Regions from separate parts of the Zea mays genome. Here all the other regions are linked to region 2. Evidence: chromatin contacts called from public Hi-C data. All regions are on one chromosome and are shown on one strand. The core of a region is the stretch at or near the end of the contact, and the rest is flanking DNA. Distances in the headings are between cores, read along the strand shown. Region 1 holds the start of LOC100383419. Region 2 holds the start of LOC100286223. Region 3 holds the start of LOC103636131 (zinc finger CCCH domain-containing protein 13). Region 4 holds the start of LOC100285223 (protein phosphatase 2C ABI1).

Evidence for each region. A called contact is a pair of places that touch in the nucleus more often than the background predicts.
Region 1: a contact with region 2 is called in a Hi-C map of leaf, with 7 times the contacts expected there. The contact joins the promoter of LOC100383419 here to the promoter of LOC100286223 in region 2. A contact is called at or near these places in 2 of 25 Hi-C or Micro-C datasets (ear and leaf).
Region 3: a contact with region 2 is called in a Hi-C map of leaf, with 9 times the contacts expected there. The contact joins the promoter of LOC103636131 here to the promoter of LOC100286223 in region 2. A contact is called at or near these places in 4 of 25 Hi-C or Micro-C datasets (ear, leaf and tassel).
Region 4: a contact with region 2 is called in a Hi-C map of leaf, with 9 times the contacts expected there. The contact joins the promoter of LOC100285223 here to the promoter of LOC100286223 in region 2. A contact is called at or near these places in 6 of 25 Hi-C or Micro-C datasets (ear, leaf and tassel).

What each region holds. Positions count from the first base shown.
Region 1 is chr8:151,547,550-151,553,966 of Zm-B73-REFERENCE-NAM-5.0, forward strand. It overlaps LOC100383419, which reads left to right and starts at 2,566. Exons shown (of 23, transcript NM_001361635.1): 1 at 2,566-4,270; 2 at 4,369-4,424; 3 at 4,568-4,772; 4 at 5,665-5,775; 5 at 5,881-5,949; 6 at 6,034-6,099; 7 at 6,190-6,281; 8 at 6,373-6,417. The coding sequence starts at 3,422.
Region 2 is chr8:152,052,714-152,059,372 of Zm-B73-REFERENCE-NAM-5.0, forward strand. LOC100286223 reads right to left here and starts at 4,762. Exons shown (of 5, transcript NM_001159111.2): 1 at 4,582-4,762; 2 at 4,371-4,460; 3 at 3,047-3,174; 4 at 2,571-2,675; 5 at 2,064-2,471. The coding sequence starts at 4,440. The coding sequence ends at 2,331.
Region 3 is chr8:151,605,565-151,611,556 of Zm-B73-REFERENCE-NAM-5.0, forward strand. It overlaps LOC103636131 (zinc finger CCCH domain-containing protein 13), which reads right to left and starts at 4,037. Exons shown (of 5, transcript XM_008658490.3): 1 at 2,809-4,037; 2 at 1,597-2,218; 3 at 1-780. The coding sequence starts at 3,664.
Region 4 is chr8:151,776,021-151,782,624 of Zm-B73-REFERENCE-NAM-5.0, forward strand. It overlaps LOC100285223 (protein phosphatase 2C ABI1), which reads left to right and starts at 1,883. Exons shown (of 3, transcript NM_001370708.1): 1 at 1,883-2,697; 2 at 4,531-4,636; 3 at 5,503-6,167. The coding sequence starts at 1,954. The coding sequence ends at 5,837.

The DNA.
Region 1 (6,417 bases), core at 1,316-3,815, 510 kb before region 2:
GACTCTTGTTCCTCGTAACGAGTCATACAGTACAGCATGTATAGTTCCGGTTATAAACTTATAGTACTATATATCTCTCGAAGCTTCAGAAGCAGCGCAACATGCCGCCTCATCGAGTTCTCCATGCACCTGATGCTTCTAACGCGCAGTAAAATACACAGAGTAGGAAGAAAGAAGCAGGAACAAATAATAGAACATCTAAGCATTACCACACAGAGAATAGGCGCGTGCAGAGTTTCACCAGCGAGCATAAAATTTGGAGTGATTGATTCTTTGCCGCTGAATTTCAATCGCCGTAGATGGTGGATGTGAGGATTTTTTGTGCTGTTTGGTACACGAACTATAACGTAAATGACAACGACGATGATTCACACTCGACAGCGGTAGCAAGTTTGAATATACCGGTATCTGTTTTCAGACCTAAACAGACATGATTTAGCGTTATCTTTTATCTGTATCCATCACGTTGCAATCATATGAACCAGACATCACCTTAATGTAAACTGATCTGTAGGCTTCAGCTTGGGTCCCTGAAAGAATTTCATTAGAGACAAAAAAAAGTTGACTGAACTTGGACTTGCATTCTTTCCACTCCTAGAGTAGGATGTAACTATGTAAGAACATTCAGTTCAAAATGACCACTGCTGCATTGCATATGGGGCAAACACTGAATCACCACCCAGCTCAAAATGACGCAATCAAATTGGTTGAAGCAAAGGAGCGTACCACACTTGACAGAGTGGACAAAGTTTTCCTTGCCACCAGCCCTGGTTGAATTGAGTGGACACATACATGATCAGCAAGCAGCTTAATAACGATCCAGGCGTTGGTACTACTGCCTTTTTTCTGTCGTCCGTAAAACAAGAAACATGTAAAAAGAAGTAACCAACTAACCATAGTTCTGACCTTAAGACTGACAAAAAAAAAAAGAGATGTCTGGTTGCAGCATGGCGGCGCCACCCAGCCGCCACGATCTTGCATCACATGGCTGTATCTGTATCACACCTGGTTACGAAGGAGGAGAGCGCAAGCAAGCAAGCAAGCAAAACCAGACATCCACATGAAACTGAATCGGGAGCAGATCAGCCAGCCGGTCACGTACGGAGAGTGCTTGGACACCAGAAGCAGGGACGGGAGGCGGAGGCACGGGACATCAAGCAGGCACGAGAGTGCTTCACCCGTGTTCCATATCTTGCCCACGTCGCGGCGGTCCAGCTCGCCGTCGCAGGCCGCGTCGACTTCCGCGACGTCCTTGTCGCCGGGGGGAAAACACATGCGGTCATGTGGCTGCACTGCAGCCTGAAATCAGACTCCGCAACTCGACGCGCGCACGGAATGTCTCCGCCGGGCGCCGGACGATACGAGCCTACTTTTATGCGGCCGAGGCCGACCCGATGACGATGAGCAAAACGAAGCGCGTTAAACCGACGGCAAAATCGCGCTTCCAGAAAGTTCGAAACCAAAGTGCGACGCGAGCTACCAAACTGGAGCCGCGACGGATCCCCACTGCGGCTCGCTCGCTCGCTGCTGGTTCAGCAAATCCATCATCGAAAGAACAGCTACGTCGAGTCTGGCCGGAGGAGGGGTGGAAGGGACAGGCCGCACGCGCTGGACTGGAACCAACCAATCAACCGAGCCGGAGCCGCTCCCCCGCGCGCATCTGGTGTGCCGTGCCCGCTGCCCGGTGCCGCACACGAGCAGAGGCCGCGCCCCCTCCGCGGTCCATGCGCGCGCACGGCACGTCTCCCTCTCCCCTCGCACGAGTCGCCGGCGCCGCCCACCAAATCCACAAATCACCGTCGAAACCCCACCGGCCACCGCCGTGCAGTGGAGCACTGAACCGAGCCCCGTGGTACTGGCGCTTTTGGTCGGGTCCCACTGTCCCAGCACGCCACGGCAGCGCCACCTCCCATCTTGAAGCCGTCACATGATTCCGGCGAGCAGTGCCCCGTGGCCGTGCTTAACACGAATCGGACGAGAACGAGACGGCGCGCGGGGACGCCGGGACCGGGAGAGGCAATCACCGCCGTCTTCCCCGTGTCCGGCTCACGACGCGCCGGTGGATTCGAGCGCACGGCCACCACCGTTGCCCAAAGGAAATGACTGAGAGAAAGGGACCCGAGAAGAACAAATTAAAAAAAAACAGAACACAACTCCATTAATCAGACTTCAGACCTTCGTCTTGCTCGGACTCGCACGCAGGCTTCAGATGCGAGGCTGCTGCATCAATGGATCTACGTACAGCTTGCAGACCTTTAATTTGTCCGTGCACGATTTTTTTTTTAAATTTTTTCTTCACACATGGAGAACACAGATCGACAGGAACACACCGAGAAATCCGAGCTCGGCTTTTTCCACCCCCCCTCTTCATCTTCAGCCAAGGAGATCGATCGAGCCCGTGGAACGATGAAAGAACAGAACACGAAACAAAGGGAGGGAAATAAAAACCGAAAATTCTATCGGAAATCGAGAAAAAAATCTATCTTCGCTTGCATCGGGCATGTAATAATCAGACTCCGCCTACCTGCCGACGCTCCTCGTGACATCACCCATCATCCCACACGGTCGACGGAAAGTGGTACGCTGCCGCTCCAAAACTTGTTCATATCCGTCTCTCTCTCCTCCAAGACCATGCCCAAATCACCACGATCCTAAGCCAGCCCAGACCGCTCTCAAAAGCCGAATTTCTCAAGCAACAGCTCGTTCCAATCGCTTCGAAACCTAAATCCACTGCTCAAATCATACACACATTGAACGACACCTCCCACCAAACACACACACACACACAAATTTCGGAAAGAGAACTGCCAGCGCAGATCGCCATCCGACCACGAGGCTACCAAAATGCAGCGCCCAGACTCGTGCCAGCCAGCCAGCCATCACTCCTGCTCCATCTCCATGGATGCACACACCACCGCGGCCGGCCACCATCAGCGACCACAGATAGAATCGAGAGGGCAACCGCACGAGCACCAGCTCTGCTCTCACGGCGGAGACGACGACGACGACTTCCATGTCACGACCCACCCCCCTATCCGATCCCAAATCGCACGAGGAAACTTCGGGAGGAAAAAAAAAACGCACCTCCCTGGCCACCCGGGCGCGTTCCCTTGTCTATCCCCCCTGTGCTTGGAAGCCCATGAGAGCACACCAAGAACAAGCACAGGAGACGAGAGAGAAAGAGAGAGAGAGAGATAGGAAAAAAAAATCCCCAAAATCCAAGGCCGATTTATCTTCGCCAACATCTGGCCAGCTCCATCCGAGGCCGTTCCCGCTGCCTCCGCGAGGTCTCGGGAGGGGAGAGGAGCTCCCCGACTGACCGAATTCGCGAGGCAGGCAGGCACGCAGGCTTAGGGTTTGCCAAGGTGCTCCGGCGCCCTGACTCGCCGGGGCGATCTAGCGGCCGGTTCCTCGGTTCCGGATGATCTTCAAGCGGAGTCAGCGGTCGGAGATCCTTGCGCCGCGGCGCTGCAATGCCGCGGACAGCGGAGGCGAGGACGAGGGGGGAGGCGGCCCCCGCCCGAGGAAGAGGCGGAGGGGCGACGAGTTCTTCCCCGTCGACCTGCTCGGCGACGTCCCAGCCTCCAGCATCCCGTACGCTGCCTTCGGGCTCCGGTGGAGCGAGGCGCCCGAGGCACCGCCAGAGGCCGCGCAACCGCCGCCCGCGGCGAGGCCGCCGGTGGTGCGCTCGTCGCGGGGCCGCACCCTGGTGCTGCCCTCTAGGTTCAATGACTCGGTACTTACCGACCCCTGGAAGAAGGAGAAGCCGGCCAGGCCGCCGCCTCCTGTCAAGACAGAGCACTTGGCGCGCAGAAACGAGCTGCTGCACAAGAAAGGTGCAAATTTTGACAGCAGCGTTGCATTGTCCGAGGTAGATGACGACGATGAGGAGGAGGCCATGGTGGAACGTTACCGAGCACGCCGCAGTTTCGGTGCCTCCAGGAAGCACTTAGCCTCTTGGAGCACGCTTACCTCGGTACATGATGAACCATACAGCAATCACCACAGGAAGGAAGTAAAGCTTAGGCATTACTATGAGGAAGACGAGGAGGAGGAAGAGGAGAAAGAAGATATTTTTCACTGTACCGAAGAATTGGTGTATGGGGACATTGTGTGGGCAAAGCTTGGCAAACGCCAGCCAATGTGGCCAGGAGTGGTGGTCGACCCAACTCAGCAGGCCGCTGCCGATGCAATGCCACCACAACCTCGCGGTGTCGCTGTGCTTTGTGTGATGCTATTTGGCTGGCGCACAGAGTTCAGTGGCGAGAAGGTACAATTTTCCAGTGACTGTTGTATTCAAACTGGCTGACTTTAATTTCCACTGCTTTTCTCCATGGGAAATGATGCATTTGATGATATGAGTTGCAGAAGTACGTGTGGGTGAGGCAGGGGTTGATATTTCCATTTTCAGACTACATGAACCGGTGAGTAGTAGTTTAAAATGCATAACTACATGGACAACTGTTAGAATTCTGTTAAAACACCTGCTCGAGTAGTTTTGACAACTTTACTATGGTTAGAATATGCCAGCTTGTGCCTTAAGAACAAGTTGTATTTGTCATCTCAGATTTCAAGGGCAGACAGAACTAAGCAGTTGCAAACCTGCTGATTTCCGGAGGGCAGTAGAAGAGGCCTTTTTGGCTGATCAGGGATTCTCAGAAGTAGTGGTACATTGCAGCACCAAGGGCCAATCTGTGGTGTGTCATTCTTTCCCAGATGATTTACATGAAGTGACTGGTTCAAATGAATTGGAGTACCAGCCACAGATTAAGGCAAGTTGATGAATTTCTTTATAGTTGATACACAACTAAGGCTATGCATATGTGTGTAGGATATTTCAACAGTAAATCAATGCCTTATGCAGTCTTCTACGGTTTATTTAATGTCCGTAAATTTTATTTCGAGGGAAGCTTATGATGTTACATTGCCTTGCTTCTTAAATAGGAAGAATTCAGGTGAATGTCAAAGGACCCTAAAAGAATTGATGTATGACAATGATAAAATCTTGAAACAGATACACTCTAACTGAATCATTTACTATGTACTAGCATATAGCCCATGCTAACGCGGCGGCGTGAGTGAGAGGGAGGGACGCGGGGGAGGGGGAGGTTGGGGGTGGCAGGGTCGCGGGAGAGGCAGAGAGATGATGGACGATCCAAATAATATTGTCAATTGGATTTGAGTGAGCAATGGAGAGGGGGTTATCCAACAATCTGAACCGTTGGTTTTGATGTTGTGTTAAGTTTGGGTGCAATTTGTTTGGTGAATTTAGTGGAGGTTATGGATGTGGGGGTGATTTGGTTGGGTGGGTTTTGCAAAGTTTAAACTGGTGGATTATATAGAGGTATAGAACTATAGATAAGCAGAGTGATATTGTTCTGGTAATTCTCTGTGTGGAACATGAAAGTTTCTTTCCCTAGTTCTAGGTTTGTCTATCTCCTGGCAAGTTTTAGTTCTATAAAGTCACGTCAGCATACCCTGTTACATTTAAAAGATTGTATTAAAACTACTGCGGTTAGATGATATATTGCCTCAGTAGATTAATTGTATTTGTTTGATCAGTTAGATAATATATTGCCCCAGTGGGCTAATTCTGTTTGTTTGATCACTTAGATGATATATTTCTTCAGTAGACTAATTCTATTTGTTTTATCATTCATGCAGCAGTGCAGAAGAGTGCTGCAGTGTGAGAGTTGTGGAAACTGCTTTCCCAACAAGGATACAAACAAGATGGTGTATGTGATGGAGCAACTTGCTTGCAGACTTTGTGCCAGGGTATGTTTTGTCGTACCAACTTTAATGCATACATTATGGTTATCATGTTGGCAGAACTTGAACATGTAGACCTTACTCCTAACACTTTTGTTTTTGCACCTGCAGATCTTAGCATTAAAAAAGTACTGTGGGATTTGTTTAAAAAATTTGCAACATAAATATGGCGGAAGAAGGGTAATACAGTATGTAGATGCTTAAGTGTTAAGTGTAACTCATTATTTGTAGCTGCAAATTCTCACGGGAATAAGTAATGACCAGGTTTGCTGTCATGGCTGTGAAAGTTGGGTTCATGCAGAATGCGATGAAAACTGCAGCAACCTCAAGGTTTGTCTTTGTTTTCTCTTAATGACAGACCAAATACATCTGCAGTATTTTAGCAAGTGCCTATAACATGCTCATAACTAAATGTGGTAGGATCTACAAGACAAGAAATATCACTGTCCTTACTGTAGAGTTAAAATGAATTCAACTCTCCCCGGGAAGAACACAAAAATTTCTGATGTGAGGTACGCGAGAATCATTTGCTTATGTGATGCTTTCATATTTGAAGTGTTTTTTTGACAATAACATGTCTACTATAATGATTTTGTTAAGCAGAAAAGATAGTTCTGCACAGAAAGGAAGCAAGCCTGACAAAGTTGC
Region 2 (6,659 bases), core at 3,512-6,011:
TTACACAGACGGCGTACGGGTGGATACACCGAACGCGGAGTATACGACGACGGACTGAGAGAAAAGGCGACGGGACGGGCACATAAGCGGCCGACCGGGACCGGGGCCGGGGCCGGGGCGGTGATCTGCAGACTGCAGGTTTGAGATTTCTTTTGCGTTGCACGTGAGCCACAGGTCCACCGCCTCTCTCCTGTCCCGTGCGGTGCACGCATACACCATACACGTGTGCCGTCGCGTTCGATCGGGCTTTAGGGTTTAGGGTTTGCGCACGCCCCCGGCTCACAGCATGGCAAGAAAACGAACACAGCTATTTAATGTAGGACATTTATGTGGGTTGTATATATCTTTATTAAGTATTAGATAATGCTACCAGATTGTACACTCTATCTGAATTCTAAAAAACCGTCGAGAACCAAACGCAAACAACCGCGTGCGCGCTGTCGCAAAGTGTTGGTCCTCCAGCCGTGCTCGGGCGATCAGAAGGGCAGCACCGCAGCAGATAGCGTCGTCGGGAGCCGCGAAAGGGGGGGGACGAGAAGCGGACGAATGCATCGCATTGGGCAGTGCGCGTTGGATCGGATCGGACATTGGAGGCTTGAGGTGCGCCCGGCCCCGGGGTATGGTGGTCTATGGGCGCGCGTCGCCGTCGCGTGCTCTACGGGGGCGGCGGTGCTCGTTCGTCCTGTTCCGCTTGCTGCGCTGTTCTCTTCACTCTCTCGGGCGGCTGGTTGGAGTGCTGTGTTTCCTTTTGAAAACTGCGGTGAGACGCCGGACGCGAGATCCCACCACCTGCCGTGCTGTCCAGGGCTCCAGGAGAGAGACCAGGCCGCAGAGACGATCGAGACTGGGTCCGGCCGTGCGAGGTGGCGCGGATGGAGATCATCAGATGGACAACTAACCAGACTCCACCGGCTGTGGTAGTGGTGAAATAAGCTGCCGGACGGACGGAGGGTGGTAGTGGAGGAAACAAAGAAACTGCAGTCACCGCCGGTCTTGGTGCCACATTTGGCAAGTCAACAGTTGCACATTTCGGCTCAAGGGGGAGGATGAGGATGAATGGGATGCAGTACAAAAGCGTGTTGCACTGTAAGTACTCCTCTCTCGGTCTGGATGGATAGACTCTCTGGACTGCTGCCTGCAGCTTGTCGCAGGATGGGCAACGCATACGCATGATTATTTGGAGCCACTAACGTTGCACAATGGTGGGGGCACTGCGTGCAGGTGCAGTGCGGGAGTACGTAGAGGACAGCAAAGCATCTCGGCGACATTCCTGGATTTATTACAGCTAGCTAAAGGTCATGCAGTGACTGTGTGAGGCAGCTTTCACCTAGTACTATAACTCTCTCTCTCGATCCAAGAGGGAAAATGCATTCAAGCAAGGGACTGATAGATCATAGAACATATCCTTTTTGTACTACCTTTGGACTTCGGCGGTTACAAGAATGATCACCGGAAGTCGATATTGGAGTCCAACACTCCACCGGCATATGGGGCTACCAGATGGGCCGAACTTTGTGGCCTGCCCACAGGGGAGATAGTTCCATTTTACCTTTAGAATTTTACCAATTAAGATTGCATTTCCATCAACAAAGGGTACTCATCAGCGCCAAGGTAGTCGCGAACGTTTTTGGATCCTTAGAGTTGAATTTCATTCTAATAATAGTAATTTGTGCATAAATCAATTAAGCTAATATAGTTTTATATAAAAATATATTTATATACTATCCTTGTCATGAAGAGGAGATAATTATATATGCTACTCCATACATTTTTATTGTAGGAGAGCAAGCGGAACAACATGTTACAGATTGCAGAATAGAAACACAGTTCGAAGATACATGGAATCAATTTCTATTCTCCACCCTATAAATATAAATTTGAGGTAGACTTTAGAAAGTGGTGGAATGTCGAATTCCAAACCAGATAGTCTACTCTATTAAATAGATTCTAATTCCTGATCCAAGGCCTCCTTAGTGAAAAAAAAAAGAATTGAAATGCCGGTAAAAAAAATGAAACCACCTGCTCCGGATCGCCCTTTCTTCCAATACGACGGACGCAAACATGGCCTCGTCTGCAGCAGCATCCAACGCAAAATGGTTCCAATCACCAGTTTTTTGGCATTCAGAATTACAGCCTCCAAGCGGCACAATACAGCATTCAGCACCACACGGCGCACTGCACTGCAAACCCAATCTGATGCATCATTATACAGCACAGGATCGAATACACGGAGACACGTCCAGTCTCCAGTCCAGGTCCAGGTCCAGGAACACAACGCAGCAGCGGCAATTCCGGCGGACCCCCAAAGGGCCAGGTAGGGTACCCCCTCCCTACATGGCGTACCTCTGGGTCCAGGTCCTCGCGGTGTTCTCGTACTTGTTCCGGTCCGTCTTGTACATGTGCGCTATCTCGGGGACCAGAGGATCGTCGGGGTTCGGATCGGTCAGCAGGGAGCAGATGGACAGCAGCACCTGAAATCGACCAGATTGAGGGTGCTGGTAGGTAGGTAGCTCCCAAACCTACAAACAACCATGGAGAAGATGATGTTATCCAAGAGAGCAGTCACCAACCTTGGAGATGGTTAGCGCCGGGCTCCACTGGTCCTTCAGGATGTCAAGGCAGATGCTCCCGTTGCTGTTGATGTTTGGATGGAACACCTTGGTGCGGAATGCCACCTGCATATTGGAATGTGACAACGTTTTATAGGATATACGGGTTTGGTAATAAGGCAGATGAATTTCTGGCTTCAAAAGTTTCAAGCTTGCACATGAAAACTGTGATAATGAGTTCATCAAAAAAAATAACTCGGGTGTTTTCAGCAAGTGCACTTAGTGCCATGGCATCTCATCCATAAGCTATTGGCTACTGCACATAGCTCATACGCGTTGTCAAGATACCAAACACTGCCGATATCAAGTGCATATCTCAGAGTGATGTTCCTGGGAAGTAAATGAGCTTGCGCATATGTCTACTTTACAAATTCAGTGCAGCAAAAATAATGAGGAAAAATTATGCACAAAAATAAGGAATGATCATTGCCCAATACCTTTGGTGGTTTGAAAGGATAATCGGGAGGAAAATGGATTGTAACTAGGAAAACTCCACCAGAATATGGGCTATCAGATGGACCCATTATTGTTGCCTGCCAGTGGAATATATCTTCACCAACAGGACCTGCCAAATAAGATTATGTTGTCACCAACAAGGGACGCAACTGAATTTCTGAGTCAGGGAAAATCAAGGTCACAAACTGGACTGATGCCACCTTATCTGACGGGCATATGTTCAGTAGGAAACATAACTAACTAGACAGGATAGATCTAGTGTTCGAGGATTCTACATGATTGGGGTAAGACAACACCCTTGCACTCTATAAGAGAAAACCTTCTCACATAGGCCGAGCTCATGTGAGGACGACTGGAACCATTGGACCAAGGCTGAGACCTTAGACTTGTGCTTTGGCACGAGGAGTAAAACGCAGGACCTGAGTAGTGCTACTCAAACCAACTCAACTAGATGCCCTTTCATAAAAAAAGATAGTTTTGCCAATAAATAAAACATGTTAATCATTTTCTCAGTTATGACTGTTCTGTCATCATTCTACCTCACATTGTTGAATGATGTGTCGAACTAGACTATAGTTCATTCATGTAACTTGATTTGTTCCAATGAATATGGCCCAAAGTATCATTTTATGAACAGTTTTTTATATAGTTTCATGAACAACTTATTCTAGTTATGCAACAGCACTAACACCAATTGCAAGCATGGAAAAGACGAATCCTACATGTTAGCTGTTCCTCAGTACAATTATAACATTCCTTCAATGTTTGTGTTTATGTTGCTAACAACTCGTCTCATCAGGTATCGAATGGAGAAGTGAAACCATTGGAAATACCCCCCTCACCTTCGCATTTTTGGTAGGGAAACTAAGCATGGCACATAAAGAATCCAAAAGTTACTAACTAACCCTGTTCCTTCGGGAGAAAAAAGTTAAAACCATAAAAAGATTTGCACAACATAGTAAAGGCCAAGCCCTGCAGGTCGTCAACGGCCATTTATAGTACCTAAAAGTGAGGATGGAACCAATTCATTTCCATGTAACAACGTCATAACATCTCATATCTACCCCACCCCTCAAGCACCTACCAAGAAAGGGGTCAAGGGTTATCAGGCTGGCTGACTTGTCTAGAAATCTGTTGGTAAAGTTCTATAGCAAAGGGGGCAAGCATGTGAAGCTTTGGATAAGAGGCCGTTCAGAAGCATGTGCACAAAATCTGACACCTACACACTACTGACTACAGAGGGTGAGAGGGGTATGGCTCAAAAAAAATCGACAGAGGAACAGGCAAGAAAGAAAGCAGTAGGACCTGCACTGCACGAGGTGGGAGGGTCCTTCTGAAGATCCTTGAGCTCCTTCTGGATCCTCTTCGACGCCATCTTCCTCCTCCTGTGCCCTCCTATTTTCGAAAAAAAAGAGCAAGATAAAAGAAACTAGTAATCAGGATTTGCCATGAAAAAGCTAGGCTCGTGGCATGCCCCAAGATTTCTTTTGGGGAAAAAAGAGGAGAGAAAATATACCTGCCTAACTGAAGAACTACTGTTTCCTTCGCTGCCTCTCGTCTTCCTCTCTCTCTCTCTCCCGCTCGTCAAGGATCAAGCAAATAATGGAGTTGGGGCCGGGGAAAGGAACCGGGGCAAGGGCATATATGTAAATGGTCTTCCCCTGAACGCTGCTGGTTCGCGTGCTGGCTTTATTTATGCAGCTTCATCGAACCAGCGCTTCTTTCCCCACCATGGCTGATCGATGAAAGTGGCCGGCATCAAATCAGCGCCAAATTGCTATCCACCCTACCTACTCACCGCAGGGAATTAATTATACTCGTCCATTTTCGTTTTGTGAACAGCAATAAATAAATTGACGGGGTACTGTGCGTGCGTAGCTGACGTGCAAGCTGATCCACTCACCAGCCAGCCAGATGCTCTTGCCTGCTCTGCGCCCGCCCCACAGATTCCTCTGGTTGGGACAGGCCGATTGATTCCTCGTGGCCTACCTGTCAGTGGCCAGTCGGCGGAATCCAATTCTTGCGTAGGAGTAGGAGACCTATTGCCGGCGTGGATCCCAGTTCCCAGTTTCTGCTTCGAGCGGACGGCTGGGATGGTACAGCACGAGACCTATTGCCGTGCTGTCAGTCAGCGCAGACTGCGCTGTCAGTCTGGCAGAAAATTGAACTTTTTCTGCGCGCTTTTACTGCTCACTCTGACGCAAAACCGGTTGAACCGGTTTTATAACCGGTTGAACCGGTTTTGGGTCTGTTGACCAGCCGACGCCGCTCCTTTTTTCCTCTCTTTCCTCCTTTCTCTTCTTACCCATTCACTTCTTCAGCCGTTGTTGCCTACATCTTTTCTCTTTCTACCTCTCACTTTCACCACAAACCAAAGTCCATTTGTGCCATCAAATCCTTGGGAGCTTGTTGGAAGATTTGTTCCTCTCGGCTTCCTCCATCACCTCTCTCACTTTCGTTGGAATTTCTGTGGTTCAATCTTCAGATCGAGGTATTACATTATTTCCTCATATTTTTACTCGATCTCACTCGTTCTTGATTATCTAGTGTATCGTTTCAAGGATACATTTTAGTTTAGGTGATTACAACACTTAGACTATCTTCTTTTGTCTCGAACATTGTTTGAGTTTAGTTGTTTGGTATTGTTCTTTGTAGTTGAACCGCTCTCATGAACGGTTGAAGTGCATGCTCAATATCATACGCGTCTTTACTCAAACGTGTTTGTTAAGATCCTTGAACATCGATCTCCTCACTCATCATAGGTTATATCTTTTATTTTAAGGATGGCGCGTCGGAGGAATCCATCAGTTGTTGAATCCGACTCTTCCAGTGAACAAGAAATTCATGAAGAAACTCTCCCGCGTTCCAGATCCAAGCGCGGGCGAGGATCTGGAAACGTAATGCAAGGTGGTGAGGCCTCCGGGTCTCATGGAGCTCGCGGTCGGACGGCCCGGAATCCCTACGGTCGGTCCCGACCCGCGGCAAATCCACAAGCATGGGAGCCGACAAGTGATGATGATGGTGGAAAGGATGATGAGATTGACCTTCCCTCTGCCCACGCTCCTATTATCCGAGGGTTGGTTCTCCACCGGGCGGAGGCCCGTCGTTCTGGCAATGAGCCAGTTACGGATTTTACTGCCAGCGGGGGTTCTGCACTTCTCCAGGACATCCGCTTTCAGAATCCTGCATTACGTATTCGTGATGCCAGGATTGATGGGAATCGGTTCTGGACTCTTCAGCATGTCGATTTCTACAACTCGGTAATTCTTCCCAAGAAACATCAGCCCATTCTGCATCAGCGGTACATCAACTGGGAAGGTTGTGAAGCTATTGGAGATCCGGAGATGACACAGGCTTTGAGGGCCTGTGAGAGAAAGAAAATGAAGAATATTATGACCTTCCAATATGATTGGAATGATGAGGTCATTGCTCAGTTTTATTCCACTCTTTGGATCAAGCTGGCCGATGAGGAAAGTCCCTACAACTTTCCTTATCTTAATTTCTATATCGAAGGCAGCTGGTACAAGGTGAGCTACCGGCGGTTTGCTCACATTCTTGGATTCTCTGATGAAGACATCTCTGGGGACAAGATCA
Region 3 (5,992 bases), core at 2,787-5,286, 450 kb before region 2:
TTTAATTTCATTTGAGGTCTAAGGTTAAACATAGGTGGGCCTGGAAACTGATGGACAGGTGGATGAAAACCAGGAGCACCACCATGTTGGATGGGGACGAAACCATTAGAAACTGGAGAAGGCCAGTTTGGCTGGCTGTTCCAGCCATGTCCATGTCCACGAACAGAATTCATGTCATTCCTTTTTTGATGACCATGGAACCTCCTATCTCCATTTTGAGGCCTACGGTCATCATCATGTGGACCCTGGAAGGAAGGGTCACCGTTCCGTGCAGGTGGCAAAGGATTATTTGGTGAACTGCCCAAAAAATGACCACCTCTACTTATGGATGAATTTGACGGTGTTGGCTCCCTGAATGGAACCTTAGCTGGCATTCGATCTTGATGATGTGATCGCTCTTGAGCTATGTCACCATCTCTATCTCTGTATTTCGTAAGGCTCTTTCTTTCTCCTTTATTATCAAGACTACGCCCACCACTAAGCCTACCTGAAAACCTATGGTCACCTGAAGATGGAGATTTTTCAGACAGTTGTTTTGGTGAAGTATGCTTATCTTTGCTAGGTGTGCGGTCATAGTGTGATGTAGAAATTTCCAATGTTACATCACGAGGTTGGTAATCATCCTTCTGTTTAAGCCTTTCAGACGACCAATTTTCTGCATCCCTGTCACGAAGTCTAGAAGCAGGTGTCCTTTCTCTACCAGAAGATGCTCTTGGACGATTATTTCTCTCATCATATGGAATTTCTCTCTTTCCATGATCCACCACTTTAGACCCATGCCTGGACATCAATGAATTAACCATTTTCAGATGTTAGAAGGAACAGAGCATAATTGGTTGCAAGATTAACCATTTTCAATGAATTAACCATTTTCAGATCCACCACTTTAGACCCAAAATATGTTAATTGGTTGCAAGATTGCAATATTTGACATTCTAAAACCAATATTTAAAACACATACCATGATGTTCAAGAAATGATCAAGCCTCACTTGACAAACAACCTCTGTAAACTAAATAAGACCAACCCATGGTCTACCCACTGAAACAATATATAGTTTTTTTTCTTTTATGTGGATTGTAAACAAAACCAATTCGCAAGAAGCCAAACTAAATATTTTAAATAGACAAATATTAACCCTGAACCTCATAGAGGAACTCCCCAACCATGAACCAACTGTTCCATTCTGGAACTTACTAACATGCGACAGTAAAACCAACCACAGAGCCAACCAAACTGTATCTGATAAATAAACTGTGATCTCAACAGGAGCTTCCAGGCCTACAGATATATTACAAATAACAATATATAGTCTCTTAAAATAATTTATCACCCAAGACAACAGTAGTCAGCAAATACACCTGCCACAAAGATGACCAGCTACCTTATGCATAGAAATACTACAATAATTTAGCGCACAAACTATGCACATAATACATGTTAGTAAGGAACAAATATTCATGGTTAACATTAAATAGAAATATATAAAAAAACAGATTACTGTAAAACTAGGACAAGGTATAGCTACAATGCTGCACCCTTTTAAGAGATTAGTCCAGTATTTTCAGATGTATAGCCATATAGAAGATAAGTTACCGGCTCTGATCTTTGTCATGATAAGAACTTGGGCTAGGTGAACTTCTTGAGTGGATTTTACTTGGACTAGAACTACGATCAGGTCTTGCTCTCTCAGTCAGAGAATCCAGACGCCCACTGCCTGAAGATTTTTCCAAATGCACACGTTGATCACGTGTGCTTGGAGGCTTTAAATCATATTGGTCATCATTTTCCTCAGGAGGTCGTTTTTTCCCTCTACTTTCCTTGTACCTATTGTTGTAATCCTCATAATGATCAACATCTTGAACTGCATCCTTTCTGTAATGGCTCTCTGAGCTTCTGCGTCCATCTTTAGCACTCTTATATTCAGCTCTATCACTTTCATGACTACGGGCCACTCGCTCATTAGAAAACTTGTCGTCATGTTGCCTCTTATCCCTTACGTAATCATCCTTGTACTTTTCCTTATACTTGTCGTCATCAAACCTTTGTTCCTTAGAGCTCCTAGATTTACCATGTTCATATCTGGACAGGGTCTTTCTGTCATCACTGTCTCTATTGTCAGTGGACCACTTATCTGTATCTTCAGAATCATCTTTTCTTCGGCTGTGTTTTTCAGCTTGCATATCAGGATTATTGTACTTCTCTTTCGCTGAAATTTCTGCCTCAAAAAGTAGTAGTTTAGAAGGCAATATCAGCAAAAGAAAAGAAAAGAAAAGAAAACAACCCAAAAACATATAATAAAACTCAAATAAGTAGTGTTCAGGTAAAACAAGTACATAGGTAAAAACAGTTCGGCATAGAGCAAAATAGCTCTTTCAAGTATACTATCCATCTGCTTCACTGAGATAGGCCCAGGAGGCCAGGACTATCAAGGCAATAGATCAGAACAAGAAATATGGTTTCAATTTTCATATAAATTTGCAACAAGATACCATGCTGTAAGCTATATATAATAAGCATAACAGAGTTTAATGTAGCAAAGGGAAACATGGATATTAAATCGTTCAGTGTGATAGAAAACAACGCAAAAGTAGGAAAACTATGAACTCCACAGGTTACAACCATTTCCAGCACATTTATTAATATATGCTAGAACTATTTAAAATAATGATAGCATCATGCAAAACTCTAAATGAAATCAGGATAAGAAAACTGTAACACATTGCAGTAGGAACATGACGTATAATCGTACATAGAGCAGGAATGCTATTGGTATTGTTGAGAACATGTAGAAAATGGGCTACTCACCATTGACATCTGTATCTCTCCTATATGAGTAGGCCTCCTGTTCCGTCCTACTCATCTTCAAGCCACTCTTCCTGCTCCCGCCATCCTCATACCTCTCGTGCTTGGAATCATGATCTTTCTTGTCCCACTCCCGCTCCTTCTGCCTATCACGCTCCCTCTCATGCTCCCTGTCCCGCTCTCGGTCCCTATCTTTCTCACGCTCCCGTTCTCTCTCCCTCTCCTTCTCTCGTGCTCTTTCCTTCTCACGCTCTCTATCCCTACTCCTTCCCCTATCTCGCTCCTTCTGCCGCTCCCATTCTTCCCCCCTTTCCCTTTCGTTCTCCCTATCTCTGTTATCCTTATAATGCCCGGTACTCTCCTTCCTCCCCACATCCTTCTGTTTCTCTGACCTCCGTTTCCCAGAGTCACTCTTAGACAGAACCTCCTCAGCCCTGTCATCCACAGCCACTGCTCGTCTGCTTGACCTCTTGGACTCATCCCCTGATCCCCTGGACCTGTCGGCCAGCTTCTCCACTTCAGCATGCCCAAAGGTCTCGCTCTTGGACCTCTTGTCGACCAGGTGATCGTCACAGACGCCACTGTTCCACCGGTCGCTGACCACATCAACCACGGCCTCCTCAACCCTCTCCTTCCTCTTCTTCCCGTGCTCAGCGTACCCGTTCCCTGATCTCACGGCCTCCTGTCCCGAGGACGAGCGGCGCCTCTCAGGCTCGGGATCTCTGGAAACCCTAGCCGCCGCGGCCTCCTCGCGCGCGCCGGCGACCGGAGCCGACTCCTCGCCATCTGACTCCGACCGGTCAGCGGACCCTCCTCGCCTGTGGGACCGGTGCGACCTGTGACGCGAGCTCCGAGGCATGGCGGGCCAACCCTAACTGAAAAACTACCAGCCCAGATGCGGAAGCTGGCGACGCGGGGCCCTTGAAGCCCTAGGGCGCGCGCGGATCTAGACAGACGTGGCGGCGGGGAGAGGGGACCGCGAGCGCGCTGGGGTACGGCGGCTAGGGTTTTGGTGGGGTGCGAGAACGGAGGGGAGGCGGTGGCGGCCGGGGATGAGAGACGACGAGTTCGTGGGTGGAGAAAATGGGGAAGGAAAATTGTTGGTTGATTTTCCGGCTTTGGATTTGGAGGGTTGCCGGGACGGGTTTAGTTGGGATTTGGTCCCGGCCTGGTGGTGGTTTGCTTCGCTGCGGTGCGGTGCGGCGCGGCCGAAGGGGCGCGCGGCCGGATTGGGCACGAGAGAAAGGAGTCGAGGCGCGCCGACGCGGGTGTCTTTCGGGCTGCGTTGAGCAGGTTCCAATTTTGGAAGGGAGTTCACCTCCTCCAAATTCAAGTGTCAAAATCAAATATGTAACGCAGGATGAGAATAGACTAATGGAATGTTTGTTTCATTTACTAATGATTAGTCGATGTTTGAATATAAATTATGAATATTAAATACGGTATAATTATAAAAATAGTTACGCAGATGAATAACACAAACGACGAGTCGAATTTATTAAGTCTAATTAATTTATAATTAAAAAATATTTAATATAGCATTACAGAATTTATTAAGTCTAATTAATTTATAATTAAAAAATATTTAATGTAGCATTACATTAGCGAATCGTGCAAATTTGTCTTAATGTTTAGTTATTATCTGTGTAATTAGTTTTATAATAATTAGATTATATTTAATATTTCTAACTAGTATTAAATATCTGATGTGATGGGACAGGTATTTAGTCAGGTGAATCTAAATGGGCCCTAAATGATCCTATTACATACACTTTGAGTCATGTCCCAATCTGCGATCTTTTTTGGACCTCGGCATATGTTTTACAAATTCTCATCTCGTTTGGTTCTTTCGTTCAAGAGGTTTGAAGCGCCCTAATCCTCTGGGACTCAAATATGATATAATTACTAGTTCTATGAGGTTAGTAAACACATTTATACATCAGATGATTCCAGATCTGCTTAAACGAGACAGACCTATAAAGGTGGCGATCAACTTTAAGAGTTGGTCCACAACTCGGGACATATCATCAGAGTGGGGCTGAAGCAGCCCGATATACGCAGTGAAGCAAATTAGCGGTCTAACAGCCACGGGCAAGGTTGGAACAGGCGTAACTCTTACCCGATCAGCGATTTCTTTCTCTGAAAAACAACAAATAAGCAAGGGTGAGTCACTACCGGAAACGGGCGCTTTGCCGAGTGCCCGAAGCACTCGGCAAAGCCTTAAAAACACTCGGCAACGTCTTTGCCGAGTGTGACACTCGGCAAAGAAGGCTCGGCAAACAGTGCATCGGCAAAGTCTTTTTTGTCGAGTACTTTTTCTCGGGCACTCGGCAAAGAAAAGCGGCCGTTACGGTGACGGGTGACGGAGACGGTGTCTTTGCCGAGTGTCTTTCCAGAAGCACTCGACAAAGAATATATCTTTGCCGAGTGCCCTCTAGGACACTCGGCAAAGAGCCCGCCAGGGAGGGTCCCCATGTCAGGCTATTTGCCGAGTGCTCTGTGCGGCACTCGGCAAAGCCGGCCTCTTTGCTGAGTGCCAGAGACATAACACTCGGCAAAGTCACTAAACCGGTGCCCAGGTTTTTGCTCTTTGCCGAGTGTTTTGACCCTGACACTCGGCAAAGCGCCTCTTTGTCGAGTGTTACACTCGGCAAAGTGACCAATATATACCTTTTTTATTTGTTTTTTGTATTCCATCCACACAAACAAAAGATATCACATATATATCACATATATACATCACAGATATCATCACAAACATAAATAGCCAACACAAACATACAACCGTCACCACAAACATAAATATCCATCACAAACATAAGTGTTCAACACAAGTATCAAACACAAACATAAGTCTCAAACGTCGCAAGCTCTCACATAAGTATCAAACACAGACATAAGTATTATACACAAGTTCTGAAGTCTAAAACAATGAAAACACAACACTCATGGAGGTGGGCGGCTTGACCGGGGCTGCGTTGGGCTGAACCCTTCTGGAGGGTTGTTGGATGCCGCTCCAGATTGGCCCTGCACAGAGAAGAGATTGCATGTGTTATACCAGATGCATTACAAACATCTAACTACAATTTTGATACTCACAGGAGTGTGGAAGAGAGCAGGGTCAACTGGAGGGAACAATGGAGGTGGCAGAGCGATGCCCTGTGCGGCGCCAAGGCTCTGCATGTAC
Region 4 (6,604 bases), core at 633-3,132, 280 kb before region 2:
TTTCAGTAACTTATGAACACTTGACACAAGTGAAAACTAGTTACAATTCTACTTCATATTTGCTTTGCTTTGTGTTGGCATTAATCACCAAAAGGGGGAGATTGAAAGGGAAATGGACTTAACCATTTTCTCTAATTGATTTTTGTGCTTGATGACTATCACAACCTTATGGACTAATTAGGGTGTGTTTATTTCTCTCATAGATTAAATAAGTTGGATTATGGTGGAAGGGTAGGAGAGTAAAATATCACTTTGGAACCACAAATAAGGTGAAATAAGCTAACATTGTGTAGCTTAATTCAGCTTATTTGTGATCTCAAAATGGTATTTTACCCTCCTACTCTTTCACCATAATCCAACTTATATAATCTAGAAGGGAAACAAATATGGCCTTAGTTTACCTAGTCTTTGATTCATAGGTCCAAAAGTTCAGATTCTAAGTCAGAAACAACTCCATACCAAGAAAAGGGGTAAAACTTGGAAGAGATGAACTATGTATAGTTCTACACCTTGGATAAGTTCTAAATACTTCTAGGAACCCAATTAACACACCTAAGGAGGTTGGATAGCTTAGATTCAACAATTCATTCATTTGGAGCTAAGTTCGAGCAAAATAAAAATATAAGTTGGAGAGCATAAAAATTCCCAGATCTATGACTTAGACTAGTTCGAAAGTCACTACATATGTTTGTCTAAGTCATAGGAACATCCTCAAGGCTAGTCAAAAAAGGCTTGAAAAAGTTTTGGAGAAAAAAGAGAAAATTAGGTTGCTGGCTGAGGCACTGGACCACCAGACCGTCCAGGCAGAGGACCAACACTTAGCCATTTTCCAACCGGTGCACTGGACTAGTCTGGTGGCTATCCGGACCGTCTATGTAGAGAGCATGTAAAACTGGCGTCCGAGGCAGATGGACTTTGGCGCTGAAGGGAAGGAGAGGGTGGAGAGTGGAAGGGACACCGGTCGCCGCGCCAGCTGCTGGCGCCCGAGGAGGGAGGCCGAGTGGCGGCGCGACGCTGGCGTCCTAGGAGGAGGAAGGCCCGCGTGGCGCCGAGCGGGTGGATGGGCTGACCCGGCTTTGATTCCGGCTAGGGTTGGAGAGTTTGAGATTTCTATAAGGCTTGTTCGTTTTGGTGATAATCCACATGTATTGGGTAGGATTGAGCCGGTTTAAATCCATAACAAGTCAAAATCCACCACAATCCCACCCAATACACTCCAATACACATGTAATATCAATAACCGAACAAGGCCTAAGGTGGTATCCGATTCCAATGTATCTAATTTCAATAGAACCCGTACCAAACACATGTAACAGTACCAGATAAAAAAAATTGATACTATTACATTACGCCGACCAAACACGTCGTAGATTGTTTCAGGCGCAGGCTGCGCGCTCAACACTTGGCGTGCAAAGACCCAAGGCATCTGGGCCTGTCGCAGATTGGCAAACGGCTTGCCGATAGCGTGCGTCTACCAATTCATCTTTTCTCGCTCCTCCACGTAACCCCTACCTCTTCTCACCGGGTCCCACGCGGCGTTACCAAAAAGCCCCAGACGTATGGCATGGGGGCGCATGGCCTTCTCCACGCAGACCAGCGCCTACTGACACCTGGGGCGCATGGCCTGTCTTCCGGATCCCGTCTCTTGGTTTCACGAGCGCCGCGCGCACCAGGGGGTTTCCTCGAGCCCCGAGATCGAAAGCCACCCATCGCGAGCGCCACGCGACGGCGCGTCGGATGATCCACGCCGTCCACGTCCAGGCCCGCGGGATCCACGTCCGGATACATCGCCCGCCCGCGCTGTCGCGCATCCGGGCCAGACAAACACCGATCCGACGGCCGTTCGCCGCGTATTAAAACCGGTCTCACCCCCGACGCCCTCGCTTCTTTCGCCCTCCTGCCTTCCGCTTGTAGTTGTAGTAGTGGGGGGAGAGTGGGAGAACCGGAGAAGAGATGAACAGTAGTGAGGCTAGCACGCAAGACCGTGTTGCGCCCGCGCTCGAGGCTACGGAGAAGATACTGGCCGCCGTGGCGCGGCTGCCGGGACGTCGGATGCTGGAGCTAAGGCGGCTGGGACGCGCTGCGCCCTCCGCGGGTGCGGAGACCGAGGCGGCGAAGCGGGGCCGCTCTGTGTCGGACGACACCTCCGCGGGCTCGTCCCGCGAGTCGTCTGCGAAGGTGGCGCCCGAGCCCGAGCCGCAGGGTGGTGGGGCTCCTGCGGTGGCACCGGGGTGGCCCAGGCCCGTGTCGCACGGCGCGATGTCGGTGATCGGGCGGCGCCGGGAGATGGAGGACGCGGTCGCCGTCGCCGCGCCGTTCCCGGCGGGGGTGGAGTTCTTCGCGGTGTACGACGGGCACGGCGGGTCGCGGGTGGCGGACGCGTGCCGGGAGCGGCTGCACGTGGTGCTCGCGGAGGAGGTGGCGGCGCGTCTGCACCTTGTTAGGAACGGCGGCGAGGACGAGGAGGGGGACGGGGCGCGCTGGAGGGAGGCCATGGAGGCCTGCTTCGCGCGCGTGGACGGCGAGGTGGCCGTCGTGGAGAGCGAGTCGAACAACGTCGGCCACGCGGTGACGGTGGGCTCCACCGCCGTCGTGGTGGTCGTGGGGCCCCGCCACATCGTGGTCGCCAACTGCGGCGACTCCCGCGCCGTGCTGTCCCGCGGCGGTGTCCCCGTGCCGCTTTCCTCCGACCACAAGGTACGTACTAACAAGTGCCCAGCACCCCGCGCACGGCACGCACTACCCTCTCCCGACCTGCCAAGTGCCCGCCCCCCCCCCCCCCAGGCCCCAGATCCGCATTGATTTAGAACCGCTCGCGATACGGCTGCCGTGCGCGCACGCGTCCAAGTCGCCGTCATGACGCCATTGCCTGCCGTGCCGTGGCCCGAGATGTTTCCTACGGCCGGGATCAAGGGTATTTTTGGTTCCCTGCCTAACTTGCCACAGTTTGCCTAACTTTTCTGCCTAAGGTTAGTTATTCAATTTGAACGACTAACCTTAGGCAAAGTGTGGCGTAGTTAGCCACGAACCAAACAGTCCCAAAGGTGTCGCGCGCAGGCCGGAAAAGGGCAGGCCCCCAAGGACTCTGCGCCGGCACCGCGCCAACAAACCCTGGCTTTGGCGTGCGGACGACCGGCCGGACGTGCCGTCGTGTCGAAGCGGCACCGCTCGTCTCGACCCGTCGTCGACCCCTGTGCCGCAGGTTTCGTTACGTTTCGTTTCATCGCACCCTTTTGTTCTCGCTTTCGGCAAGGGTAGCCGCACTGTGCCAAACCGGAAGGTCATCATAGCTCGTGGCCGGGTGTATCTAATCTAGGTGACCGATGGCGTGAGAAAACACTAGTCCCCGAGGACTCCACACCACCTGTCCAAGTTTTTTATTTTATTTTATTTTATTTCAGGCCAAGCGGGGGCAGGCTGGTCTACACCTGGCCGGGGCCAAGGCAAATGGTTCCCCGCGGCCGCGACGAGCGTGTTCGGTCGCGGTTACCCAATTGGCTCGATGCAAAGGTTGTTTGGTTGGATCAAGGTCGGCTAGTTCTGATAGCGTGATTCGCTGCGCCTCTATACATGCTGCCTAATAGTAATACTATCTTTCATTGGGCTCCTTCTTGCACTGGGAAGGAACCCCAAGGTCGTTCTCTGTGTACAGTGTACTAAACCGGGAGGAAACTGCTTGCTTCCAGCTCATGCAATGTTGAATTTCGTTACGACATTCAAATGGTTTTTTTGTAGGAGCTCATGCAATGTTGAATTTCTCTTCTCTCTCTCTCTCTTTCATCTTTCTCTTCCTTCCACGTTGGATAAAATCATACGTGGCACCTCTTAGGCCACCACCAGCTTTACCTATGAACAAACAGTGCAGTCTGCCATGCAAAACAATGTTATACATGTATAATCTGCTTGCCACAACCTTTATGTATTGCTGATCTTATGGTTTTGAAAGTGCAGTGTGTTTTCTCCTGGTTAAACGTGGAAGCTCTGCGGGCACTGGGGGGGGGGGGTTGAAATTAATCTGTTTTATTTAGATTGATTTACATTGCTAGCATGTAGGGGCTTGGAGAATGCATTGACTCTGGAGTGATTAAGTGAGGTTAACTCTGTTTTGTTCTCTGGTAATTTTCCTGGTGCACTTGATATGACTTGATCTACCTGCAACTAGAACATATTCCATTTCTTGACCTTATTTATGTGCCACGCTTCGATGCCCACCGCAACAACTCACAATATGATCTTTCTATGATACCATATTTAAACAAAAAAAAAACAGTGCTGTTCTACTCTGTCCATCATTCTGAACTGCAAGTTGTCTGTACGCTGGAGAATACACGAAACAGCAGCCTCTAAAGGTCTGGAACACGAAACAGCATTTTGTTTCTGATTCAGTGCAGTGTTGGATTAGTCCGTTGGGGGTTCACTTCGAGATTTCCTTTCCTTCTACTGTACTTGTTTTACAGTCTCAGCTTTGTCTAATGCGTATTGTTTGTCGCAGGTAATGCTAATGAAAACTTTTTTTCTCAAACTGTACAGCCAGATCGGCCTGATGAGTTGGAAAGGGTAGAATCAGCCGGTGGCAGGGTCATTAACTGGATGGGGTACCGTGTCCTTGGTGTGCTTGCGACGTCAAGGTCAATTGGTACGATGATGTCTCCTTTTGTTCTATACATTGTCCATGTGAGTGATGAGATGACAATCCCCGTACTTCTAGCTAGTCCCATCTGTCTAATAATTGCAGTAGCTTTGGTTTTTTTTAACAGAAAGGGGATTCCCCCTATTTCATTAAGAAATAGGAACCAAGTTTAACAGACTTCAGGACAACCACCTACTTATTACATGACTTAGCCCATCAGGCTAAAAGCAGAAAAATAAACTATCTAGAAAAGTTTTGGATCAGTTAATTCACAAGCTACCAAACAGACCACACAGATGAAAACATTCACCCATAGAAATCTGACAACTAACCAAAAGGTTTTTGGTAAAGTCCCAGCTATCACGCCACCAGAATTTTAAGAACCTGGGATACAACCGAGTAACCGACAGAGCTTAAAAGACTGGAAAAAAAGGTAAACAGCTTGCAGCCAGCAGATTCATTCATCTCTCGCCCAGGCGTTATGCAGTAGCTTTGGTAAGGAGGAACAATGAACATAACTGCGTGACCGTTGATCATGTTATCACTTGCATCATTATGTGTGTTTTTTTTTTGAAACATTTCACCGTGATTTTTTCGGGAATACCATGCTCTCTGCATCCTGAACCTCAAGTTCAATAAGCCAAGCTTCACCATAGCGGTCCCATACAACGACTTGTGAAGCAAAAAAAAAAAAAACTCATACGGATGAGTTGCAACTTGCAAAACCCTCTGTGGACTTGGAACTTGATGAATTTGAATTGCTCAATACATTGCTATCTTTCCACTATTTATTTAGACAAGACACAGTACCTCACAGGTCGTGCTCTATAATGGATCGAGCGCTCTGTGAATTTTCCTGCCTGTCATTTCAGGTGACTATTACATGAAGCCATTCATATCAGCGGAACCAGAGGTGACTGTCACAGAGCGCACGCACAGGGACGAGTTCATCATCCTGGCGAGCGACGGGCTGTGGGACGTCATGTCCAACGAGGTGGCCTGCAGGGTCGCGAAGAGCTGTCTGTGCGGGCGCGCGGCTTCCAAGTGCCCTGACACCATCCACGGGAGCTCGGCCAGCGATGCCGCCGCGGTGCTGGTGGAGTTCGCCATGTCGCGGGGCAGCACTGACAACATCAGCGTCGTGGTGGTGGAGCTGAAACGTCTCAAGAGGTGGAAGGGTGGTAGTAGACAGAACGGTCGGACGTAGCCTGGCCCTGTAGGAGTCTCCGGCTCGTCGCGAAATATATGCATGGCGACGGAGCTCTAGGGAAGCAGCCGAGCATATGACGGAATGGTGTAAAGAAGAAGAAGAAGAAGAGAGGGTTCTGACTCTTGAGAGCTATACCTATGCTGTGACCAGGTGAGTGTAGCCGTGTAGGAGCTGCTCGTAGCTTTGCCGTTGTATTGCGTTGGTTACTTGGTTCTTTCTTTAGTTCAATCAATACTAACAAAACGGCATTCCGGCCGATGGAAGCAGCAGGAAGCATGGGCTGCTTTTTACTAGTTCTGGTCGTTTTGTTCAAGCCAGATAAGTTCTGACCGTCCAATTTTTATCTGACTCGGAGCTAGTACTATATATAATGTAAAAAAGCCAAAACAAATAGTTCCAATGTAAGGGCTTGTTCGTTTGTGTCGGATTGGTGGGTCGGAATAATTCCGAGCCGGATTGCTTCTATAATTTATATAAACTTTGATTAACCGGAACGATTCCGGGTACAATCCGATGTAAACGAACAAGGCCTAAGTTGTCAAAAATCGTGGTAGCTTCTGCAGGCGGTCAGGCAGTTTGTTCTGAGCAAAAAGCTCCAGGCCGTGTCCGTGAGAAAAAGGACTCTGGTCTCTTGGGTGCCGGGCATTCTTTGGCCTATGTGGTGTGAGAACACTCAAGATTATGTAGCATTATATGAGACTGTTTCTAAGACAACACTAATGTGATCATTATGTAGGATTATATGAGACTGTTTATTATTAGAA